2 separate regions of the Mus musculus genome follow, and region 1 is linked to region 2. Evidence: chromatin contacts called from public ChIA-PET data. All regions are on one chromosome and are shown on one strand. Each heading gives the region's core, a stretch centred on a gene start, on an enhancer-like site or on the middle of the called end of the contact. The rest is flanking DNA. Distances are from core to core; before and after follow the strand shown.

Evidence for each region. ChIA-PET counts read pairs in DNA pulled down with a chosen protein or histone mark.
Region 1: a contact with region 2 is called in an RNA polymerase II ChIA-PET map of effector CD8 T cells, with 462 read pairs. The contact joins the enhancer-like site here to the promoter of Fam20a in region 2. A contact is called at or near these places in 2 of 39 promoter capture datasets (liver and macrophages), 2 of 15 datasets of contacts at CTCF or cohesin (CD8 T cells and the NIH/3T3 cell line), 7 of 484 Hi-C or Micro-C datasets (CD8 T cells, the HPC-7 cell line, astrocytes and 3 more), 6 of 115 datasets of contacts at active chromatin or transcription factors (CD8 T cells, astrocytes, effector CD8 T cells and 3 more) and 2 of 9 other capture datasets (adipose tissue and pancreatic islet).

The regions. Positions count from the first base shown.
Region 1 is chr11:109,757,353-109,763,746 of GRCm38.p6, reverse strand. No RefSeq gene overlaps it. Among named protein-coding and RNA genes, the nearest start is that of Gm42093, 26 kb to the right of the region's middle. Within about 2 kb of position 4,931, at least 17 of the 459 cell types and tissues checked have an H3K27ac peak or open chromatin away from gene starts, as enhancers often do. A contact at or near this core is called in CD8 T cells and effector CD8 T cells, where this site is marked.
Region 2 is chr11:109,719,723-109,725,812 of GRCm38.p6, reverse strand. It overlaps Fam20a (family with sequence similarity 20, member A), which reads left to right and starts at 3,575. Exons shown (of 11, transcript NM_153782.2): 1 at 3,575-4,501. The coding sequence starts at 4,098.

The DNA of each region.
Region 1 (6,394 bases), core at 3,682-6,181, 37 kb before region 2:
TCATTTCTTTATAATCTGATCTATTACATGACTTTTGGACAAACTGGTAGACTCGGAGAAGCCTGGAATGTATTAATGGACATTCCAGACCAACATGAAAATGCCACCAGATATTATCTGATACCTACAGTGGAGATGTCCCTGCTTTGTTGTAACCTACCTACTGGACATGTCTACAGTGTGTGTGTGTGTGTGTGTGTGTGTGTGTGTGTGTGTGTGTGTGATGGGCACCATGTTGTAGAGGGCAAAAATGGCCCCGTGCACACAGATAAAGCTAAACATGCAGCTTACCTCTTCAGTGGAATGAGGTGCACATCTGTTCTTCCTGGAATGCCAGGAATGATGGAGTCTTCCAACCCGGTGATTCTTTGCTTTCTGGTGAGACAGGCTCTGCCCCTATCTCCCACAATTTACTCATCCCAGACAATACCCTTTCCCCTTACACGATATCCCTTCCCCTTAAAACCTGGAGCATTCCTTTTAGCCAATAAAACCCATCCTCATGAGAGATGTCATTTGTACTTACAACAGCCTAAGTGACATCTGTGTTATCTTAGGGCCAGGTCAACACTGACTCCCACAAGCATACATTTACCCGAGTCATTCTCCGTAGACCCTTACCTAGAGTACTGTGTCTAAGCCAACAAGAAGTCTTCTTATGGAGGAAGCCATATGTACCTTGCTAAGAACTTCAATGTAAACACGTCTTAAGCTTTACCATACTCATGGGGCCAAGTTAATTGTCACCATAATACTGTTTCCAAAGTCATGCTGGGCTTAAAACCTTGGCTAAAGTTATCCCTGCCAGACTCTAGAGGTCCTGATCCATCACCAGTTACAATAAAATTAGGTTGATCCAAGTGTCATTCTTACCTCACCCTGGTAGCTTTTTCCCTGCCTGCTGTAAAACCTTCAGGGGAATCCCCACCCTGTATAGTTTTTACTTTTCAATTTTAAATACTTGTATTTGCTCTTTGAGGAGTTTGCACATGCATATAAGATATTCTAGTCACATCCAGTATCAGGACCTTCCTCCAGCTCTTCCTACTGCCATCCACCCCACTTCCCCTCAAACTTTGTCTTCTTTTGGGCTTTGTTGTTGCTCTTGATAACTTCCCGAGTCCAGTCAGTACTGCCTATATGTGCATGGATGTGGCCCAAACCACTGGGACATTAGCAACCTTCCAGCAGTCATGTCCCCAAAGAAGAGTGACTCTCCCATCCTCAGCAACCGGGAACTGTCAGTAGTTCTTATCAAGAATGGAGTCTAGGGCCCCTTCCCAATCATTTGAGAATCTTGACTGGCTTCATCTCTCGTAGGTCTTGTAACTATAGCTGCTGTAAACTGATGTGTGTAACAGTTCTGTCATGGCCAGAAGTCAACATTTCACAGCTCTCCTCCTCATCGGTCAGCTCTCATGTTCCCACCACTCTTCTTCAGTGGTCCCTGATGTTGGATGGAGGAAATTGATGCTGGATGAGAAGAGATTATTATAGATGTTCCATCACACCTAAGCATTCACAGTTAACTTGTGCTTGGCACTTTGACCAGTAATGATACTGTACATTAACCTCTACCCACTGCAAAAAGAAGTTTCTCTGGTCCAAGTTGGGATTAGCACAAATTATGGGTATAAACATAAGTATTTAGAAGACAGATGGACAGCGTGATCATTTAACATAACATCAACAGTAAGTTCCCCACAGTTTCCCCAGTTATGGGCTTTGGGCCAGGTTTACAGAATACCAGGTGTGAAATCCCTCCTGTACAGCAGGCTTCATATCCAAGCAGAAAGTGATTGGTTACTCCTATAACTGCCATACCACTATTGTACCATTGGGTGCATCTTTCCAGGCAGGTTGATACTCTAGCATGCATAGTGCGGGACTAGATAAGACCACTGAAGTCTTTTCTCTCCCAGGCAAACCTCATGGCACCTTACAGTGCTATGTAAGCTAGCCAACAGAGAGAGAAGTCTCTGTTCACCTGAGGTTTATTTCTCTATATATTGCATCAGAGTGAGTGGTGTCTTCAGCAATACAGCCTTACATTTAATTGTGGTGAGAAGTCAAGGGCAATATCAAAAGCCTGTGCCATTTTCGATGTCTGTGGGGACTCCATGACCAATAAGTCTTCAGGAGGTATCTTGTGCTTGACCCAGAGATTTTCATTTAGTAACCCATACCTTCTTGGAGTATCATTGTCCACCCTTGGAGGACATCTGTTCAAACTCCTTTTAAAAACATACACTACATTTTTTTAAAAGACTTGTTTATTTTTGTTCTGCGTGTATGTGTTTGCCTGCTTGTCTATGTGTGTATCCTGAGATGTCCTGGAGGCAGGCCAGCATGCAGCATCGGATCCTCTAGAACTGGAGTTTTAGGAAGTTGAAAGCTGCTTGATGTGGGTACAAGAAAGCCATCCAAAACCTCTGCAAGAGTGACAAGTGTTCTGACCACTTCTCGGCCAGCCCTATATTGGGTTTTCTAATTACTTTGCAAACTAGTGAGTTTCTGTAAGGCTTCTTCACACATCCTTAGTTTAGGTTAGCCCGCTCCTTCCTACTCTCCCTTCCCTAGCACCTGTATCTCATCTTTGCTTACACCTTTGACCGGGGGTACTTCCTCAGTTCTTCTGTGGTGCTTGTCTTCCTGCTGTCCCCTCTGACTACAGTGTATACTGACCACCTGTGTCTAAGAGGGCCTTGATTTGTGATCTCCTTTTGTTTGTTACTTTAAATGCTTCCTGAAACTGTTGCCATGTGGAACACAGTGTTCGGGTAACCTGCATTTGTGCCCATGGGCTATGGTCACTCGTGTTCAGCTCCAGAATAAACACTCTTACTCTCTTTGAGGGGAGCGCTGTTTCCACATTGACAGGCAATCATTGCCCTCTTCTACCCTTGACAGGGCTGCATATGATTCTGTAATAAGCCCTGCTTGTCTTCTAATCTACCTCCTGTGCATCTCCTTTGAGTTCTTTCTACAGAGATCACAGCCCTGGGAAGCTAAAGGAAGCCAGGGCAAGATCCCAGAAATGCAATCAAAACGCCTCCTCCAGGGACTTGGGAAAAAAAAAAAACCTCAGGCTCACTATTGACTGGAGCTATAAATGTTAACCCTATGGTGACATGATAAGTATCCTTTTTACACTTATCAAAGGTTGTGTGTGTGTGTGTGTGTGTGTGTGTGTGTGTGTGTGTGTGCGCGCGCGCGCGCGCGCGCTAAGCTTCACCTACTCTTGTCCTAACTCAATAGACAAAATGAATCCAGGAAGATTGAAACTGAACTATTTTATTATTTATGGCACTTTTCTCTCTCCACTTCCCACTCCCCTTTCCACCCTCCTTTCTTCCTTTCTCCTACCCTCTCTTTCTCTGATCTCTTTGCAAGCACACACATAAACAAAGGGTAGATGAACTCACAACATCCCGCTCCTCAGCACTTTCTGAGACAGCTGTAGGCTATCCTCAGCTTCCACTCTCCATCAGCTGTTTACAAGCAGAAAAAAAAAAAAATCTGACAGCTGAACAAAAGGCGGGGGCGGGGCAAAGAGATAGGCAAATCTCTCCATAAGCCAGCAGCTCAGTTAGGTGTCTAAGCCGATGCCAATCGAGTCATCGGGGTACAGTTTAGACATTTCAGCTTCTTCGTTATCTTTAGTCAACCATTATTCACTGAGCTTCCATCTTAAGAATCAGCTATTCGGAAGTAACCACTTACAGGGAGCTAGCTGATTGCCCAACCCCTACTGGACCGCAGTCCTTTTCCAAGCCATCACTTTCCTCACTGAGAAGTACATTATGGGATTGATATTCTGGTGGTATACTATTCTGGTGTAAATTTATGGAAAGATAAATTGTCTCAAAACCTCACTGTAATGTTGAACAAAATTTAGGATGCGTTCAATAGTTGAGAAGAGAGGCTTACAAGATTCCAGGTGATTGAACCATATTTGAACCCTAGCACAGCTGAAGGTCCATCATCTACTTATTTTTAAGATGTGTATGTTTCACATCTGAAACATACTGAGTCTGGAGCTAGATGAGAAGAAGCCCATAAGTGATCTTCATTCATGAATGCAAGGTAAGACAGACATGAGAGGGATTGCTGTTTGCCCAGCTGGTTTCCTGACTCGCTTTGCTGATTACAGTTAAGTGATTGGATGAACCTCAGAAGACACTTTGAACTTTGGACTTTTAACATTGTTCAGACTGCTATAGACTATGGGGACTTTGGAAGTTGGATTAAATGTACTTTTTCCATTATGCTATGACTCAATATGGCCCCCATAGACTCCTGTGTTTGAACAACCCTATGGGTTCCAGCGAATGGAATGTGATGGTTTGTATATTCTTGGCAAAGGAAAACTGGCACTATTAGGAGGTGTGACCTTGTTGAAGTAGGTGTGTCACTGTGGGAATGGTCTTTAATACCCTCGTCCTAGCTGCCTGGAAGCCTGTCTTCTCCTATTTGCGTTTGGAACAAGATGTAGAACTCTCAGCTCCTCCTGTACCATCCCTGCCTGGATGCTGCCAGGATCCTGCCTTGATGATAAGGGACTGAATCTCTGAACCTGTAATCCAGCCCCAATTCAATGTTGTCCTTGATAGAGTTGCCTTGGTCATCCTGTCTGTTCACATCAGTAAAACCCTGAGACAAGGTTGGAACACTTACCTTGGCAGTAACCAGCAGCTCTCTAATTGGACTTAAGGCCCAAACAACAAGTGGAAAAGCCTGCCTGGTACTGGAAACCTTGCCAACTGCCAAGGGCTAGTGAGGCCATGGTTCCTGGAAGAGAGCCCACAAATGCCACTCTACTAAACCAGTATGATCCCTAGCTGCATTCTAAATGTTTGTCCTTATACCCACAGGTAAATGCAGGTCTCACCCCTCTTCCAGGAAACTTCTCTTTGCAACAGACAGAGACCACTGCAGAAAACCACATCCGATCAAAATGAATTGTGAAACCCAGTCACAACTGATACATCTACAAAACAACTCCTACACTTAAGGCTCATGGATCATTGCAAAAGAAGGGATGGAAAGATTCAATCAGCCAGAAGACAAGACATTTGTCGTAAGATTGCATATATCTCTGTGTGTGTGTGTGTGTGTGTGAGAGAGAGAGAGAGAGAGAGAGAGAGAGAGAGAGAGAGAGAGAGAGAGAGGTCATATGATCTGAGAAGGGTGTGTGTGTTTCTCAACAACTAAAGAAAAAGAGGCTATAAATTTGAAAGAGATCAAGGATGGGGCACATGAGAGAGTTTGGAGAGACAAAAGGAAAGGAAGAAATTATATAATTATACTCTCAAAAATAAAATTATTTTTTAAAAAGAAGTCTATTATTTTATAAACTAGCTAAACCATGATTTTAAAGGGGTAAGCTTGATTGTAATGATTTTCCATTGATGCTTAAGGCTGCTCCCAGAAGTCAAGTCTTTCTAAGAAAAATCCCAGCGCCAGGTACAGGATGCCTCCCTACAAGATTTTGGTATGTACCATATCCCTCAGAGGCTTCCTTAACAACATAAACTACTGTCATCACTCTTGGATCCCAAATGGGACTAAACAGTAAGACCATTGCTGAAGACACTACACACTCTGGATATAGAGCCCAAAGGAAGCAAGTAGGAACTGAACTTCAAGTCTCTTCCATGATGGTTAGCGCTCACAGTTCCAGGAGATACCACGAAGGCTGTTGAAGGAGATAAGCCACCAAGCATGACACCCAACTATAGAGTCTGGATGCTACAACACTTCACTGCTTGCTGAGCGGTGCCCACTGGTACAGTCATAGCATAAAAAATGTCTCCAGGTATCTAACCACTTCCAGTTTGTGTCTTTCAAATGGGACAGACAATCCACATCTGACGTAAATACTAACAACTCTAAACAGTTATCATAGTTATCAGAGCTTCTTCCCACCAGATATCTAGCCCAAACCATTGGTATTTGTTCTCTGGCAGTGATAGAGACCACCTATCTGAGAGCAAGAGGTTGTCTCTTCTCAGGCAACGTGTCCCAGCTTAGTTATGGCTACCATCTTCCTTTGTCATCATAGGGTCTCTCTTCTGAGTGTATGCTCTTGTACCTTCTCCTTAAAAGATAATTTTTAGGTTAAAAGCTCACCCTAATGACTACATGCAGCCATACTTACTGCCAACTGGCCTAACTCCCATTGGAGCCAGGCTCTCAGATATTGAGAGTTTCAGCCTGAACAAGTGAACCAGGGGACACAAGGCAGCCCATAATAGTCATAAATGTTCTAACCACTCAATGTGTACTTTTTTTAAAAACATATTCATTGACCCCTCTTTGTCTCCTTGACTTTGCAGGTAGGGATGGGTTTTTATTGTCCTGTCTTTTCTCTATTAATATGAAGCTACACACA
Region 2 (6,090 bases), core at 2,326-4,825:
GGCTAAGCCCCCATGGTGTTCTGGGCCTTGTAATGGCAGAGATTTCCAATATGCCTGTACCTCGCTCAGCAAGCATTCCCTCAAATGGAAGGCTGTTAGAGACCCGGGTCTGTTAATAAGAAGTCTACTTTCTCTGTGCTCAGAGGGAGTGCTCAGTGAGGGGGAACATGCACACCGTATTAGCCTGCAAGAGCGGCTATAACAAGGTATTAACAAAGCAGGTAGCTCAAACAACAGAAATGTATTAGCTCACAGTTCTAGGGGCAGAACCTCTAAGCTCCAGAGGCAAGCAGGGTTGGTCTCGTCTGAAGTTTCTGCTCTGTGCCTTTTGCTTAGTGTTTGAGGTTTGAGGGCATTGTTCATCATGTTTTGTCTTGTAGTTGATTTCCGTCTTCATCTTTACCTAGTGCTGTCAAGTTGTGCACGACTCTGAATCCAAACTCCCCCTCAAGGACCCACTCTCCTCCAGGTTGTCTCCATTATGCCTGCAATGACCTCGCTGCCAAATGGGCTCACACCCTGAGATGTTGGAAGAAGCTACGGTTTCGGCATACAAGTTTGAGAAGGGGGCACATTTCAATGCTGAACGCATGCAAACAATGAATTACATACAACATGGGCAGTGCTGAAGTGTGGAGTTATATGAGGAGCTGGGGGGTGGGGTGACACACAAAAACTGATAGCACTGAATTAAGTGGGTTCGAGGACGTGCATGGGGAGGGAGAAGGGACACATGGCCAACACTTCAGTAGTCAATGGATAGATGGATACTCTTCGTATAGGTAAAGAGCAAGAAAGAGCATTTGGCTCAAGAGAGTCTCTAGGAACCTGAAGCACTTAAAGAATTGCAGAAACCATCATGGGGTAAAGACAGGGTACAGGAGAGATCTAGAAATGAGGTTGGAATGGAAGTTAGAAGCCAGCCTATGAAGAGCTATGGCACAGCAAATGGCCTAATCTCCCTGCATCCAAAGCTCAGGTGCGGGATGTCCTGGTTGTATCTGTGTTGGAATCCCATTCTGGTGAGCGTGGGTGAGTGATGAAATGGAGCCATACTGAAAGCCAAGAGGCAGGTCCGGAGCTTGTCTGCAAGTCTATAGATGCGTGAAGTTTGGGGTGCATCCACAAGGAGAGGAGCTACAAAGGGGAAGATGGATTTCCAGTGGGAAACTGAAGCCAACAACAGGTCATGGAAAACCATTTGGAATAGCTTCAGCATTCATTGAAAATATGTAGCTGAGGCTAGTTAAGGGAACCTGGGAGCCCAGACATAGAGAAGCAGAGAAGCAGAGCTCATATCTGAAAAAGAAAGAGATTTTGGAGAACACCTTGAAAACAGCAGCTGGGTGACCAATGGTACTCTCTTGCCCTGACTTCACATTCACTTCATCTCTGACTTCCATGCCCTTGACCTTTCTAAGGTATGTACGTTCAGATAACCTTCAAGCAAGTTAGAAAGAGCATTTACTCTACTGGAGCCAGATGAAAATGTCTGCCGAGGAGGCATGAGCCCATTGGCTGGGGATAATCAAAGTCACGGGGCTTACGGCATCTTTATCAGTCTAGAAACATGCAAGAGCTTCTTATCGTCGATAAGGCACCATTGATCATTACCTGGCTTTTTAGTCTATGGGCCGTGATGCCTAATTAGACAAAGCAAAAGTTGCAAAGTCTCTCAGAAACTGACCGCCTGTTAGAATTTAATGCTAGATTTAAAAAAAAAAAAAATAAGTCCAAGCCCCACAGGTCTCTTAAAGGCTCTGACCTCGTCCGGCTCCTGGGAATTGGCTGCGGATGCTGGGTCTTGAGGTTTCCTAGTTGGACTCAGTCTTAAGGAATCTAGTCCTTTTCTCTGGTGTTTTGTATTTCCAGTGTTTTTCTGTGGTTTGCCGTTGTTTGTTTGTTTGTTTCAAACCATAACGAGTCTCCAATCTGATCTAGTGCTTTACAAGAAACCAGAAGTACTCGCTACAGCCAAACCCTGTCTCATAGTTGTCTGGCATGAGTTAGGGATATTCTGAGCACTATGTATACTTGAACTCATTTTAAGCCTCACGATGAGCTCATGGAGTAAATTCTCATTGCAGGATGCTTAGGCAATAACTCAATTAGTAATCTTCTTGCTGTGCAAACACAAGACTACTCTCCAAGACCCACATGAAAATCAAGCTAGTGTGCTGGCAGACGATTGTAATCCCAGCAATAGGGAGGCAGAGACTGGACGGTCTCTAGGGTTCACTGGCCGGTCAATCTGGTCCCAGAGAAAAAACCTGCCTTAAAAGCATCAGTGTGGATCAGTGGCTCCTGAAGACTAACACTCAAGGTTGACATCTGATCTCCCCAAGCACACACACACACACACACACACGGGCACACACACGGGCACACACACGGGCACACACACGGGCACACACGGGCACACACACGGGCACACACACACACGGGCACACACACACACACACACACACACACACACACACGGTCACACACACGCACTTCTATCTAAAGATGAGAGGACAGCAGCTGCCACAAGAAATAGTTGACCAACTGCCGGGAAAACTCCAGTGTTAACCCACAAGCTACAGTGTCTCAGAATGGAGACTCCAGCAAGAACCTGGAGATCCTTAACCAATGAAATTAGCATACATAGGCGCTTTGTTGCCCAGGCAGGCAACAGCTGGGGGGAAACAGTCTTTTCCTGAACATTCTCCAGGGTGGGGCCACCTCTCCAGGCAGACTCGCATTTACTATGCTCCCAAATTATAAAACAGAGAAAGCCAAGGTTTCAGGGCTGCCCTCCCCTGATCCTCAGAAGGAAGGAACACGGGGTGGAGAAGTGTAAATGACCTCACAGGATATCAGGAGAAAGCCTAAGTAAGCGGGTCCTCCAGTGATTCATTTGGGTGGACTACTTTCACACCAAGCTACATTCAAGAGTTCGGAGTGGGGTCATTTGGGGCCCCTCCCTCCCTGCCATTTCCTCTTTTCAAAGTACTGGAAGATTTGGAGTCAAACTCCATCCAAACAGGAAATCACCCAGGTTCTAGGTTAAGGGGAGTGGGAGGGGCTCTTATTTTTTAAAGGGCAAGCTATTTTTGTGCACCACGTGAGTATCTTCAGAGCAAGTGCCTACTATGTGCTGGTTGCTATGAATCCAGTTTATGCCCTGCAGCGAGTATGCTGAGAAATGAAATCCAAACCCCCAGACACACATCTGGCAAAGCTTACAGAAGAAAGGCTTTTAAGGGTTTGCATTGTCCCCCCCCAAAAAAAAAAACCCTAAAAATGGAAATGAAAGGCTCAAGTCCACCTCTCTTGGGCTCACCAGGATGTGTATGAAGAGCCCTGAGCAAGGAAAGTGGGGACAAAGAGGAGGAGCCGGAGGAGAGGATTGATGACAAGGTGGAAGGGCAGAGCCGGCAGCAAAGGGATTGGGAGTTTGGCTGGCAAGCTATGCCAGAGGCAGGTGCCAGCTAAGAGTGGGCGGAGGTGCGGGCGCCAGGCCAATCCAGGCAGCGGGGAGGCTCCGCGTTACCTCTGCCTCTAGGAGTCTAGGCGCAAAGACAAGCTCGCCCTGAGTCGCCCCTGCTTTGTCAACTCTGCGTTCCCTCCGCTCCTGCCAGCCCGGGGCACAGGAGTCCCTGCCGCCTGCAGGAGGAGCCGCTGGATCTGTCTCAGCAGCTGCGGAGAGACAGCATCCTTGGAAGAGACGCCCCGGGCTACGCAGTCTCTCCAGCCTCCTCCTAGGGGGCGAGAGCTCCTTTGCGCTCCCTCCAGTGATCGCCCTCTACACGGCCACCAGAGCCAGCACTCCTCCACGGGACCTCCCCACCTGAGCGGTCCCTGGCAGAGGGGGTCACAGGGCAAAGAGACTCAAATAACAACCGGGTAGCCAGGGAACCCCAACCCTGCCTCTCTACTGGGCAAGAAAAGACGACGCTGTCAACACTGTGAGCTTCCTGCACGCGGTCCCCAAGTTCAGGGAAGACACCCTTCCAGGAAGAGCTAATCCCCTGTGTGAGCATTCCAGCCTCCTCCGGACTCCAGGAGCTTCTTCCGTCTGCACCCCAAGTGTTTCCCGGGTGTCCGCTTGGGCCATGCCCGGGCTGCGCAGGGACCGCCTGCTGGCCCTGCTGCTCCTGGGCGCGCTCTTCTCCGCCGACCTCTACTTCCACCTCTGGCCGCAAGTGCAGCGCCAGCTCCGGCCGGGCGAGCGCCCCGCCGCCTGCCCGTGCTCTGGCCGCGCCCCCTCCGCGTCTCTACACTCAGCCGCAGCCTCCCGAGACCTTGGCACAGCCTCGCACAACTTTTCAGGAGCTTTGCCCCGGGTTGAGCATCCCAGCCGCGGCCACCCTGCCCCGCGCTCTAAGCTGCAGGCCCTCTTCGCCCACTCGCTCTACCAAGTCCTGGAGGATCCGCCTCTCCTGGGACCCGAAGACTGGCTCCTGGCCAGCCAGGAGGCGCTGCGGTATTACCGGAGGAAGGTGGCCCGCTGGAACAGGTGAGAACCCTTCCGAGGAACCCCAGCACCGGACTCCCTAGCATGACCCTCCAGGTCCTGGCTACCCATGTCCACTCCCACCCTGGGCTGTGGGAACTTCACTCTGCCGTCACAGCCTGGCACTAGGCTTCGATCCCCATCTGGACGCCCACCAGCTGTAGCAGGCCTTAGATTTCTGAGCAACAGCAAAGAAATGCTCCCAGCCACTCCCCTCGAGTTCCTGGGTTCTCTAGCCAGTCAGTTTCCTGGTCCCAATGCTTTCTCGGGCCTCTTTCGCGCTGTCCTGCTGTGGACAGCTGCTCTGGGCCTGCTGTTTTCCAGAATGAACTTTGCAAACAGAGAGCAGGGCTGGCGACACTCAGCTCTGCTCTTTGGTCAGATCTGACTGTCATATCCCAAAGACCCAGTTTCCCCCCCCCCCCCCCCCCCCGTCCCTGTCCCTCTGCTCAGGGTTGGAGACCAAAGAGGTCAGCTGGAGCAAACTCTGATACGGCCAATCCCTGTTGCTCATTAAACAGGGCCTGTCGGGTGTTTAGGCAATGTTCCAAACTGAAGGCAATTTATCATCTTTTATTATTGTGATGATTTGGGCTGAGGCTACTGGAGAGAAAGGGGTTCGGGGTTCGGGGTTCGGGGGCTGGAGGCCTAGGAATTTTGTAATCTGAAAGCAAAAATTGGAGTTAAATATTAAAGTATTTAGGATAAATCTAAGAGTGTTTTCACAAGGGCATGTTGGATAACGTATCTAGGATAAATTTGTTTTAACAAGAGTGTGTTGGCGATGTTGAGGTAGAGGCTGTTGGGAGGTCCCCCAGCCTAGAGCAGAAAGCCTTCATATGAATTAAGGGCTCTTTCAAAGTCTAGAGCTTGTTGGTCACTTGAATCCAGGGTTCCGTGTTCCTGACACACCCATCTGTTAATACAGAGATTTCAGAGTGAGGTGTCAGGGGTGGTTTTGGAGTCTCTCTGGAAGATGAGAAAGCCATAAATCTCAGTTGAAACTCTGTTGCTAGCCCAATTTAACTGTTTTCTCATTAATTGGTGGGACTAAACCTTGGAGCGGGGAGGGGGTGTGTGTGCAGATAACTTCAGCAAATGGAGAGAAAGAAGTTGAAACTTATTGGCTGAAATTGCTACAGTGAATTTCATTTGCAACCTCTATCTATGGCTGGTGATTTTCTATTAGAAAGTGGTTCTCAATTCTATTGCTAATTGCATGCAATAAAAAGGCAGCTTAAGATTGCTTCTCAAGTGCTGTCACGTTCAATATTACCTTAATTTCATCAATAATGTGGTAGCATTATGGATCAGTGAACTAGGAAATTTGCCCTTAGAAAAATTATCCATAGAAATACAGGCTATGGGCAAAGTTGCTTGCTATTGTAAATGTAGATGTATGTCTGCCTAGTCTCATTTCTGTCGCCTTGAATTTCCTTATGTTACTTGGGCCCTGCAGGAAATTCCAGGGAAATATTTGGGGAGAAAGGCAAAACTCTTCCTCACCAAGCTGAGTAATTGATTTTAAGCTTCTAACAATGTGTAACACAGACACACACACAACTTACTGCCCAGAAAATTTGGTCATTTAA